Linked DNA regions of Gossypium hirsutum: region 2 is linked to region 1. Evidence: chromatin contacts called from public Hi-C data. All regions are on one chromosome and are shown on one strand. Each heading gives the region's core, a stretch centred on a gene start, on an enhancer-like site or on the middle of the called end of the contact. The rest is flanking DNA. Distances are from core to core; before and after follow the strand shown. Region 1 holds the start of LOC107895184 (photosystem I reaction center subunit XI, chloroplastic). Region 2 holds the start of LOC107938168 (60S ribosomal protein L5).

Evidence for each region. A called contact is a pair of places that touch in the nucleus more often than the background predicts.
Region 2: a contact with region 1 is called in a Hi-C map of leaf, with 2.0 times the contacts expected there. The contact joins the promoter of LOC107938168 here to the promoter of LOC107895184 in region 1. A contact is called at or near these places in 2 of 34 Hi-C or Micro-C datasets (both in leaf).

What each region holds. Positions count from the first base shown.
Region 1 is chrA07:50,891,727-50,897,896 of Gossypium_hirsutum_v2.1, forward strand. LOC107895184 (photosystem I reaction center subunit XI, chloroplastic) reads left to right here and starts at 3,128. Exons shown (of 2, transcript XM_016820443.2): 1 at 3,128-3,679; 2 at 3,778-4,363. The coding sequence starts at 3,512. The coding sequence ends at 4,269.
Region 2 is chrA07:51,565,551-51,572,560 of Gossypium_hirsutum_v2.1, forward strand. LOC107938168 (60S ribosomal protein L5) reads right to left here and starts at 3,711. Exons shown (of 9, transcript XM_016871252.2): 1 at 3,549-3,711; 2 at 2,875-2,944; 3 at 2,706-2,797; 4 at 2,344-2,470; 5 at 2,180-2,259; 6 at 1,966-2,082; 7 at 1,492-1,626; 8 at 1,178-1,347; 9 at 694-1,065. The coding sequence starts at 3,551. The coding sequence ends at 957. TRNAV-AAC (transfer RNA valine (anticodon AAC)) reads right to left here and starts at 6,343; the gene lies at 6,270-6,343.

The DNA of each region.
Region 1 (6,170 bases), core at 1,878-4,377:
AGTTGCTCCAACAATGAATATAGCTTCTTATAGCTCGGACCTAGTGATCAGGTCAGGTAAAGGGTGTTACATCACCTTCTTCGATAACCTTACAGGCGGTATCATCAGTCGACATAATGAATGCCTTCATACGAGCTTTCCACTAGGCATAATTTAAATATACTACCAGAAGTAAGGCTCATGATACTTAACTTCCTTTTTTCATTGGTTTCATAACTATAGATACACTACAATATTGTCTTTAAACATCTTATGAAGCCAGGCTTTGATACTAATTGAAACCAAAATTAATCTACATATATGAAAAGTTTAACTATGTTCAAAATTCATTGCAGTAGGAAATAGAACGGAAGTTGTGAACTTGCAAAAGAAAAAAGTAAGAGGAATAAGAAACAACGAAACCAAGTTTTTTTAACACAGTTCAGACACAACTGTCCTATGTCTACAAATCTTTGCTTAGGATATACTCTTATTAATTCAACTAAATCAATCAAGCGAAACAATATGCCTCTATTGGCTAAAGCCTATAACCCCTTTGCAAGCCAAGTTCATCCAGCCCCAATAGAGAACAATACCATAATCAACATACACTAAAGATAACTCTCATCTCTACTTAAGAGAATTCATCAACAAATAGAGAAGAATATAAAATGTTCAACACAAGAAAAATAAACAAAGCTAGTGTAGATTTCCATCTCTCCGAGTCATGTAGCTCTAAGGGAATGAGACACAAATTTAATGTGTTGATCAGCAACTTGTTATCACAAGATAAACTTCAATAAAATGATAGATAAGTCCCTTGAAAAATCCTTTGCATAAATTAGATAAAATTCTTTGATTAATCATTCAACAACTAAAAAAATAAGGATAAGGCTTCAATTCTTATCCAATAGAACACATAATTTCATCAATATAATCGATTAAAGAGCTAAAGAGTCCTAGTAAAAAATTAGCTCTTGTTTTTTTAAACATGACATCCCTTTGTAGGCCAAGAATGTCAAGAATCCATGAGGCCGAAACAACCCACAACCCAAGCATAAATTGTTCTCATTCGAACAAAACATGGTACAAGCAAGCAAAAAACTCTAACAATTTTTTTAGAGTTGATGAAAGGAAATTAAATGAAAATTTTGAAGAAATTTTTGGGTTTTTTTATATAAATTTTATGGAGTCTTGTTAAAAAGAAATTAATTTTAGGGGTTTTTAAAAAATAAATTTATTTGAAAAAGGAAAAAAATGGATTTATTTCTTAAATACCCCCAAATTTTTTTGTCAAAAGTCAACAAAATGACATGTGCCGCTTTTTGAATCGACAACATGTCATGTCATCAGCAAATTTGACATCGTCAGGGATAGGTATCGGAATGTTAACAAAATTAAAGTATAAGTACCAAATTAGATATTTTGAAACCGTAAATACCACATTAGAATAAAGTACAAGGACTATTTTTGTTATTATCCCTAAAAAATGATTAAAAAACTAAACTTGTTAAAAAAATTCTATTACAATAAAAAATTAGTAGAATATATTTTTAAATAATATTACATTATGTGGATCAAATACTTATTCCTACTAGAACTGAATATAATAATGTAACATACAGTTAGGGCTAGTTTGACAATTCTTTTGAAAAGTGCTCTGAAAAAGTGCTTTTGATAAGTGCTTTTGAAAAGTTTGGTTGGCCTTGTTCTTCATTGCTTTTGGGATGAACTTTTTCCTAAAAAAGTTCTTTTATCTCAAAAGCAATGAAGAACAACTATTTGTTTGACAACTTTTTTAACTTAATTTAAGGCCTTTTTTACAGATGAAAAAGCCATTTATTTTAGCTTTTCCAAGCTTGAAGTTCATTTGGGTTGGTATTTTACCGTTTTAACCTATCTCCTTCACGGTAGAACTTTTCCAATTCTTTGTCTGAAATTGTTCTCTGTATCTTCTCTTCTCCACTGGTACTCTATCTTTTTCTTCTCTTCTTTTTCTAATTTTTCATTATGCTTTAGTTTTTATTTTCTGATTGTTTGATTTTATGAAATAATTATGAAATATACTCTAATATTTTATCGTTTTAATATTTTAATATAATTTATATATTCGAATTAAATTTAATAAATAATTAATATTAATTACTTAGAAATATTTAAAATTAATAGTATATATTAATTTTTTAACAATAAGTTATAATAAATTATTTTATATTATTGCTAAAATATCATAATTTTAACTAATTTAAACATTATTTAAATACATATTTGCTACTTTATAATATCATGTTTAAAATGGACATTTTATTCCCGAAAAACACTTTTTAACAGCAATACCAAACACCTAAAATTTTCAAAAGCACTTCTCAAAAACACTTTTCCACAACACTTTTTAAAAGCACTTTTCAAAAGTATTACCAAACACACCCTTAAAATTTGAGTGTTTAGCATTGCTGTTAAAAAGTGCTTTTAAGAAATAAAATGTCAATTTTAGACATGTTATTATAAAGTAACAAATATGCATTTAAATAATATTTAAATTAGTTAATATTATTATATTTTAGTAAGAATATAAAAAAATTATTATAACTTCTTGTTAATATTTTAATATATAAAATATAAATTTTAAATATTTTTAAGAAATAAATATTAATTATTTATAAAATTTAATTAGAATATATCAATTATATTTTAAATATTTAAATATAACTATTAAATATTTGTAATTAATATTTTAAAAAATATTTTTTTATTTTTAACTAATGAGTTTAACACATTTGTAATTAAGTACCAAGAAAAAAAAAGAAAAAGTACAATGTTATTGGAGGGGTGAAAAAGTAATTAAGCATTAAAAGTGCTTTTGGGAGAGAAAAAACTAAAAATTTTAACTTCTCCTTTTCAGAAGTACTTTTCAAAAGCACTCCTAAAAAGTTAAAAATTTCAGCCAAAAGCAACTTGTTCTGTACAGCTTTTCTTCTAGAAATACTTTTAGAGCCAGAAGTACTTTTGAAAAACAATGCAGAACTGGCACTTAGTAATTTTGTTACAAACTTAATCTTACATATTTTTTAAACAAATGTCTTCTATGAGTAAATAATTTTTACAAACCAAACATTAAAATAACTTTTTAGCTAATTAAATCCGGAAGTTTTATGGTATTAAACAGGGTAAAGTAAAATAAATACAACACAAATTTTATGTAAAGAAATTAAGTATAATCCATTAGAAAAGTGTGTTCCTAGCTTTTTCGATCTCAAACTATATTCTGAAGATGTGATATCAGCTTAAATAAAATAGAACTAATGTAATCCGTCAGCAACATTTCGAGTATTGGATAAGGGATAAGATTCCACAGATTGATGCATCCAATCACAAATCTGCAAAATTAACACCTCAGCCACCTCAACCACACATTCTTGCATCCGATAATGGGAAAATCTCTTTCTCTCACTCTATTTTGGCTTCGTATTATTTGTACATATTTCTATTTCCCACTCTCTTTTTTGCTTTCAGTTAACAACAAAATCCGTAAATGGCTACCACTGCTTCTCCAATGGCGACTCAGCTGAAGAGCAGCTTTAGGTCGTCTGTTACAAGAGGACTGGTAGTCCCCAGGGGCATTTCGGGATCCCCGTTTAAAGTATCTTCCGGAAAGACCAGGACCCCTTGCTTCACTGTCAAAGCTGTTCAATCCGACAAGGTAAGCTAGCTATGTCTGTCTGGTCACTGTTAGCTTAGCTAGGCTCGTCACTGCACTAAGTTTTTTTATCACCCCCCCTCTTCCGTCTCCTTTTGCAGTCAACATTTCAAGTAATCCAACCCATCAACGGCGACCCCTTCATTGGAAGCCTGGAGACTCCAATCACCTCAAGCCCCTTAATTGCATGGTACCTTTCCAACCTCCCAGCCTATAGGACGGCAGTGAACCCACTTCTGAGGGGAATCGAAGTGGGTCTGGCTCACGGCTTCCTCCTGGTTGGTCCATTCGTAAAGGCCGGCCCTCTAAGGAACACTGCGGTGGCGGGTCAAGCTGGGTCCTTAGCCGCTGCCGGTTTGGTTGTGATCCTCAGCATTTGCTTGACGATGTATGGTGTTGCGTCGTTCAAAGAAGGTGAGCCATCGATAGCACCGAGCCTAACCCTGACTGGGAGGAAGAAAGAGCCAGACCAGTTGCAAACGGCGGATGGATGGGCTAAGTTCACTGGAGGGTTCTTCTTTGGTGGAATCTCTGGTGTCACTTGGGCTTACTTCCTCCTGTATGTCCTTGACCTTCCTTACTACTTTAAGTAGATCATCATTTGATCTATGTTTTACCTGGTCCCTTTTTTAATGTAAATCTTTGTATTCAGGATGATCCTTTGGGAACGAATATCAATTATATCAAGTGATTGTCACTCTAATTTAAGTTATTTATTGAAAGAGATATTTCACTCGCTTTACCACAATCAATAGCCAAATTGCCGCACTAGGCGTTTTGAGCTTTAACTGTTATTAAAAGCGGCTCAAATCAGATCAATTATTACTGTGCTCGTTCGAGGCAGAAAAAAAAGATTAATTAATACCTCAATCTAATATTTTTTTAATGTGATTTTTATATTATATTTTTGGTCTAATATGATACTTATATTTGATAACAGTAATATATTTTGATACTTAAAGGTAATTATGTCAACTTTGAATGTTTAATTTGAGTCTTAAAGCTGATGATGAAAGTTTAATCACTAAAACTATTATGTTTGAATTTTTCATGGTTTTGTTAATAAAGTAAATGGTTTTGTTAATAAAGTATATTTAATGTTAATTGTAATTTTTTTAAGTTTTGCATTTAATTTGTCAATCATAATTAAATGGATATGATTTAATTGGAGCTTTAGGATTGATTTAATGAAAGTTAATAACTTATTATCTAATTATGAATTTTCATCAAATCACATCTAAAACTTAAATTAAACACTAAAGAGTTAACACTGAGTTGAACAAAAAAAAGGTAACACCGTTAGCTTCAAATACAAAGAGGTATAACCTTAAACCTTTAACAGTTATACAAATTAATCCATAGGCTAGCTAGATTAAGTTACGACAACTCCGAAAATATAGAAATCATTAAAAATGGATTGAAAAATACTTACCATGCACCAAATTTAGCTTAGCCAAATTAACAAGCTCCCATGGAAGGTTTTAGCTTCAAATTTCGGTGGATGAACAACCATTTAGGAAGATCTTTTACAATATTTTACTTAGTTTAATTTGTTAAATTACAATTTTAACCTTAATTAATAACATTTAAAACACTTAATAATGTGTCCAAATATGTCCACTCACATTAATCATGACCTAATTACAACATAAGGAACTCTAATTTAAGATTTCACAGCTATTTAACACCTTTAGCTAATAGAATACAAGTTTCACAATTTACGTGATTTAGTCCTTTTTTTATCAAATTAAGCATTTAAACGATAAAATTTCCTAACGAAATTTTCACACAATCATACTATCATGCTGTAGACATTAAAATAATAATAAAATAAATATTTTGACCTCAGATTTGTGGTCCCGGAACTACTATTCTGATTTGACTAGAACTCTTGAAAGGACCAAAGAATAAATAAACTAAAACTATGAAAACTTAAAGAAAGCAAGAAAAAAAAAACTTCAACCTAAAGAGAGAATCTAAGCTAATGGAATGGTGTCCATAATATGTGCCAAAGGAGTCTATTTATAGCCTTCAGGTAGTCGTCATCCTTAACCCTACGTTAGCTGACATTCCCAAGCTTTAAGTTCGATTGTATAGACCAAAACGCCTTTGCTTCGTGTTTTATTTTTGTCATAGATTTGATGTTGTGACACACCAAGACCTGTGTCACGACATAGGAGCCATTATGCTCCTCTACAGCCATCTTTAGGGGTATGTCGCGACACCCTCAGCATGTGTCGCGACATTGAAGAAAATTCCTTGCTTTCTCTATTATGTTCCCTATGTTATGACATCAGATATCCCATGTTACGACATAGTGTTCAGTATTGGTCCAAAATGCCTTCTAATGATTTTTTGTACACTTACAAAGTACGTTAGCTCTCTTTTAGGCCTCATTCGGCCCTTAAGGTCAATAAAAGACTCAATGTGCATATTTTATTGGATGTAAGTAAGACTAAAGAAACTTACTTAAAACATAACGAAAATGCTTGTA
Region 2 (7,010 bases), core at 2,461-4,960, 670 kb after region 1:
GGAGGGCTTTTAGAATGTAATTGGAGGGTGTATTGTCCTACACTCACCATACAGATGTTTTGAATGGAAAAGCCATTTGGTCATGAAAAAGCTTTTGATACATAATCTAAAATGTAATCGAAGAATGTATTGACCTATTAAAATAACATCATGCGAGTTGCAATGTGACGTTTTGTAGTCTTTACTCTTCAGAGGAAAGCGTTACGTTTTCCCCCTACTCATTGAGGAACCTTTCTCCGTCTATTTATAACGACCTGAGTGTTGAAGTCACTTGACAAAACTCTAGTGAAAATTCTTCAGCGGGGTTATACGTGTCAACCTTAATTATTACAAAATTATGCTTATGTATATTTTTAATTAAATAAACGAGCTAATAAAATCAACTCTTCATCTAAATAAATCCTTATCTTCTTTTTGTGCGTGTAGAGTGTAGACACAAGTGCCTTGAAGCTATATTGAAATATTGACTACTCGTCCAATAAAAAATCCCCGTATTATATATCCAAGTTCCCAACCTTAAGTAGGCAAAATCATTACCATCTTAACCATTGAAACTAAGCTCTCATCTATCATCTGTACCACACACGAATGCGAGAACCTTCCTGTATTGCCTAATGGTGACCACTTATTTTTTACAGTAGGCATGAGATAGGACTAAGTCATTTGATAGAATGGCAATCACCGCGAAGATTATGACACAACAAAATGCCCAGTAGTGCTCATATAATAAAAGTACCAAATAACTGAAAGCGCAATCCCCCAAAAACCAGAGGATCCGCAGGGAAAAAAGCTAGTTTGTCATCCCTAATAAGCAAAAGCAAGCAAAGATTCAGGTTTTTAAAGTAAATTATAGCATCAAAACCAAAGATAACAGGGCAAAACATGCCACAAATTCTATTTCCGAGTCTACTCAGCATTATCCTCATCCTCAACATCATATTATCAACTCCAGCAATTTACTCATCATCCTCATCAGAATCAACTCCGGCAGCTGAATTGAGAGCTTTCAACCTATCAATCAACTTGGCTTTCCTTTCCTCATAAGACAGCTTCTTCAGGTTGTACCTATCGTGCACAGACCAACATTACATCAGACTTGAAATTCTTCAAGACAAAAACTTAAATGAACATTCAAATGATAATAACAAAGCCAGTTTAGTGGCAAGAAGTTATATACCTCTTGTGTTCCTTGGGAGGTGGCTTCTCAGATTTCTTAGCTTCTGGATTTGCGCGAATAGCAGCATGAACCTTTTTGTAAACTCCCTCCAGGTTGTCTGCCTCAATGCCCCGCTTTATGTACTCACTGAAGTGAGACTGATACTTCTCTGGCTCATCTTCCATCAAAGTCTGTCAACTTGACATAGTGAGACTTTCACACAGATACAACATAAAACATTGTCAAATTAACACCCCAAAACCCAACCGCCCAAAGAGGAGAGATTCAACACCATTATTACTTTCCTCTAACTACTTAAAATTCTTAAATCTTACCCTCATGTATGATGCAACATGGCCACCATAAATGTATTTGCGGTGAACTTCAGGATCAAGTTGCTTACTGTCCTTGTTAAATCCAGCAAACCTCTTCTCACTATGAGGAATATCAATGCCTCCATCCAAAGCTCCCTAAAAGGAAATGCAAAGAATAAATACAAGCCAAAGTTGAATATAGAGATAGTATAGGTGGAAATTTTAAAAGCCAAACAATAACTAAGAGTGGCTTTCTTCAGCTGGAAACAGGCAGCAAAGCCATTGATTTAGAAAGAAAAACTAAAAGAATCCTTGCAGCACAAAAACGAGAATAACATTTCATATTAGCTCCACTATGCACAAAACTACTCACTACCAGAATTTAACAACCTAACCTCAAGACAAGACCATGCTTTACGCACATAAAATAGAAAAAACAGCGAACAAAGTTAGATTCAGGACATTTATATCATATAGAAAGGGATTCCAATATACCTTGAGCACACCAAAAACACGATTACCAGTGGTTGTTCTGACAAGACCAACATCTAGGAGAGAACGGAAAGGCCTCCTGCTCTCTCCTGGTTCAACACTGTAGTCCTCCCCAGTTGCCTGTAAGCAAGTGCCAATCATAATTTTGACATACTTATTATCCCTCTGGAAAAAAAACATATATCTTCGCACTTCAGAAACCATGGCAAATGCATACCTCAACATTGCCCTCATATTCAGCATCCATCTCCAGCTGCTTCAGTGTTCGGCGAGCCAAAAGGAGTCCAACACAATAAGCTGTGTTCAAAATGTCATTGAATAAGATAATATCCTCAAACAGAAGAAAAAGATCATCTTAACATCTAGAAAAGTAAATCCCACCTGCTGCATAATTTGTAAGGCCAACTTCAAGTCCATAGCGAGGAAGCTCATGTCCGTAAGCTGCTGCAAGAACTATATCACCAGAAATACTAGCATGTACGATTTGTGCAATTATATCCTTGTTGGTCTAATAAATAAGTTAAGGTTAAATTATTAACTAGCAAGACATAAAAGAACAAATAATCACATTTTGAATTAACCAAGGTATTTCAGCACATTCAGCAGCCTATATGTCTAAACATTATACCCTCAACCCAAACAGAAATTATTCAATATAAATAACAAAAACAAGTGCAGTGCTGCTTGGGATAGACAATGCAAACAAAATGATGAGGGAAAAAAATCAGTCAGAAATAGGATACAAATCGTGCAACCAATCGATATTTTGGGGTGTTGTATTTGTTCTTGTCCTGATTAATAAGCCGATTCCTGGCCCGATAATCTGTCTTGCCCTCTACAAGATTAAAACAATTATTACAACATCAAAACAGTAAGTGCGATACTATACAGATATAGGCCTAATTATAGTACCTCGCCTTCTCTTGAACTTAACTTGATATCTCTTGAAATAAGCCTTGGTCTTTTGAGCTTTAACGAAAGGCTGTAGCATAAAACTAACCAACTCAGAAAACCAAGAAAGCATATATAATAAACAAAGAAAATAATTGGTAGTAATCTAAGACAATGTTTCCTTCCATAAACACATGTTTAATATATTTTACGAATGTGAAAAACTAAAACAAAACTAACAACCAAATATTACCTAAATTTATTCAATAAAAGGAATTTACAACCTTAAGCATTTTAACGTCTCGCTGCTGACTTTGAATCTCAGGATAGCTTATCAGCGAGAAGGAAAATGAAATAAAAGTAGAAAAAAATAATGCAAATGAAATTTGAAATTAGTTAAACTCCATAAAACCTTCGAGTTTACAGCGAAAAACTGCTTAATATACACTCATAGAACCTTCGAGTTTACAGCAGAAATAAGATACTGCTTAAAATACACTTGATTCTGTTACAGGCAACAAAACAACAGATTTTATAATTGATTCTTTTCTCGAACAAAATTGTGCAAAGATCTGACATTATAAACTGGAGATAAATAACATATAAAATGAGATCTATAATGCAAAATGCCAAGCTAACTATGGTGTTAATTAGAAGAAAAAAAAAACGTAAAACGATTGTGAAGAGAGTATTACCATGGCTTTCACTCTGATTTTTTTAAGCGGCCGAGTCTTGTGGCTCTGCCAAGAGAGAAGGTGTTATATTTCTAAAACCCTAGCGAGACTTTATATCGGTAAATCAACGGCCACGATTGATTTTCTTGGCTTTTTTTATTTTTGACCCACGTTTTAAGGAAGGGAAACTACAGGTTTAATGGCTTTTATATTGTTTAAATTACATTCTTATCTTTAAAAAGTTATGATATGATCTTAATATTATTAATTTATCATTTTTTATTACTGAGTCTGTTAATTATATAATGCAAACTGATATTATTATTTCAAATAAAAAAATTTAATACTTTTCGAAAACAAATTATTATTATTTTAAAATTTTTTCCTTTATTTTTCCCCTCTCTTTCTTCTCTTTTCTTTCACTTTTTCATAACCCTACTCATTAAAGTATTTAGAATTTTTTTGAAAAAATTACAATAGAATGATTGTTTATTTATCTATACTTATTATAAACTTTTGATTAAATTGATATCATAAGTTAATTAAATATTAATTCAATTGAGAAAAGATGAAAGAATACCCTCACTCTATAAAGTAAATTGTATTATTTTAAGAGTGTTTTTGTTAAATTATATCTTTTATATAAAAAATATATACACATAATAAAATTTGAACTCATACTTCCTTAGTTTTCCACATTTATATATCATAACTCAACCAAAGTCTCATTTATTATTTATATTAATATTTTATAAACATAGTCAACCCTCCCTATAATATCTACTTGCTAAAATAGTATTTCATTACCACATAGGGCGAAGCTAGAAAATTTTTTTAGTGGATGAAATTAAATATAAATTTTACAATAGTAAAAGTGTAATTTTATCATTTGAATAACCTATATTTTTATAACTTTTAAAGGATTAAATTAAAATTTTAAAAATTTTAAAGGGCCACCTAAATAGAATATTTTCCATTTTAAGAGGATCGGAGCAATTGCCAATCCCTTAGATAAACCACTGCTATCACAACCAAATTTTAGTAGAATTAATTTTTTATATTTTATTTTGACTCTCTATAACAATTTTTCACTCATAAAAATAACATTCATTGTTATAAAGTACACTTTTTATTAAATTAATTCTCTATAATAACATATTGTCTAAATTTTCAAGTAAAATTATAACTATTTCATATGATCTTAATTAATTATCATTTATTAAATAAATATGATCTTAATTAATATATTATTTCTATAAAATGATTAAATTTTATGTGAAAAAAATCTATTAATCTTATCTTATTAAATGAAAAATAATTTTCAAATGAGTAGAATTAAAAATACCAATTCAATAAACTATTAAGTTCTTTAATTAAATATTCTCTATGAATTTGAAACATTATAAATTTATAAATTGATTACTTGAATTTAGAGACTTGTGATTAATTAATTAATTAAATTTGATAACTCATATTGATTAATTAAACTTTTAGATTTATGAACTTTGTAATTAATCATGTGGAAGAATGTCAAACAAAAACATGCATAAAAACAATAATGCATACACCTGCTATAAGTCTTGTAATTTTGTTGATTTGATTTACACTTTCCTTATTTTTTGAACATAATTCTCACTTTTTTTATTTGATGAAAATTCACAATATAAATTTTATGTCAAGTTTACAATGATAATCTCCCTATAACAACATGTTATTATAGGTGTATAATAACTACCTTTCTATAACAGACAAAATCTGTGTAGGCAAATGAGATTGTTATAGAGAGAGTTGACTCTATATTTGTTATATAATTTTGTATTTCTTTTACACTAAAATATCCATCATCGATAATAATGACTAATCCTCTCCCCGTGATTGCTCCTCGAAAAGGCAAACCATTAACTCTAAAACGACTAAGTTATGAGTGGAGTTGGCTACTTCAGTAGGCATGGTCACAGATCATAACGGAAGATGGTTTCTGGGATTTGCCAGGAACATTGGCCTCTGCTCCATTTTATAAACCTACTTTGGGGGGCTTTCGATGGGTTAATACGAGCTTGAGTTGGACAGCTTAACAACAGTGAATTTGTTGGGCAGTAGATCGAACGACCACCATCAATATCATGTTAGTCGATCAATTTTGAGACTGTTGTAGCAGCCTTGGGATGTTAGGATAGCTCATGTGAATAAGGGAAGTATTAAGGTTGGTAACGGTATGGCATCACTGGCATTTGGTTGTTCTATCGGTAGTCATATCTTCATAGCTCCACCTGCTGCAATCCTAAAGAATTTGACAGGGTGTGGCTTTGCAACGAGTGGTTTGATTTCTGTTTCTTTCTCTTTTGTATAAAAAATAGTAGTTAATTTACACGATAACTTAGAATCCATATCTAAAGTATATTATTGCATCCCAATTAAAATCTAAACTTAATTTGCTCTAAAATCTAGTTGGATAACTGATATTTATCATTTTAATATTTAGGAGAAGAAAAGAGGATGAAAACGTTTCAACTTGAGTGGCTTAAGTATTAAACAAACATTACTTCAAATAATTTTAAAAGATTTAATTCATGTATTGATTCCCTAATAATTTAAAATTCAAGAGTCATAAATTTAATTTTTACAAATAGAAAGAATAATGAGATCTGTTTGGACGAGCCAAATAAGGGGCAAACTTAGATATGGGCGTGATGATTGATGCCTTGCCGTGATGGTCCCACAGTCTCAAAAATATATCAAATCTGGCGTCGCCCGGACTCGAACCGGAGACCTTCAGTGTGTTAGACTGACGTGATAACTAACTACACCACGACACCTGCTTTGACATGAGATAAAGAAATTTATAATGTTTAAATTTGGTTGTTTATGTATAGCATTTACAAGTTTTGGTGAATAAAAGGCTAATACATGTCATCATGTACTCTGACTGGTATGGTTTCTATCTACATTCTATTTTGAGTTAATTACTTATTGGCTAAATTATAGAACAAAAATTTAAAGTTCAAGTTGTTAGTACTTTTCGTATATTTAAAATTTAATTTTTATATTTTTATTTTTAAGAATTTAGTCTTTTTACTTATCAATTTTAAAATTTTAGATCTATTTGTTAACACCGTTATAATTCCTTATTAAATTTACTAGTGTGACATTTTAAAATTAAAAATAATCCACTTGACATCCTATAACAAACAAAATGATATTGTAATGAACATGGATTTAATAGAGAATTTTAACAATGTTAAAATAAAATATTTAGACTAATTAATGACATTATAAGAATGAAGGTACCAAATTATGTTAAAATTGAAGTATAGAGATTAAAATTTAAAATTAAGAGAAATATAGGAATCAAAATTGAAATATAACCATTTTTATATAATATAAAAAAAGTAGAGGGATTACAACGAAATTTAACCATCATTTACTCATGTAAAAACAAAAGGGACAAGTGTTATGTAGGGAAGGGCCTTCCTTTCACACACA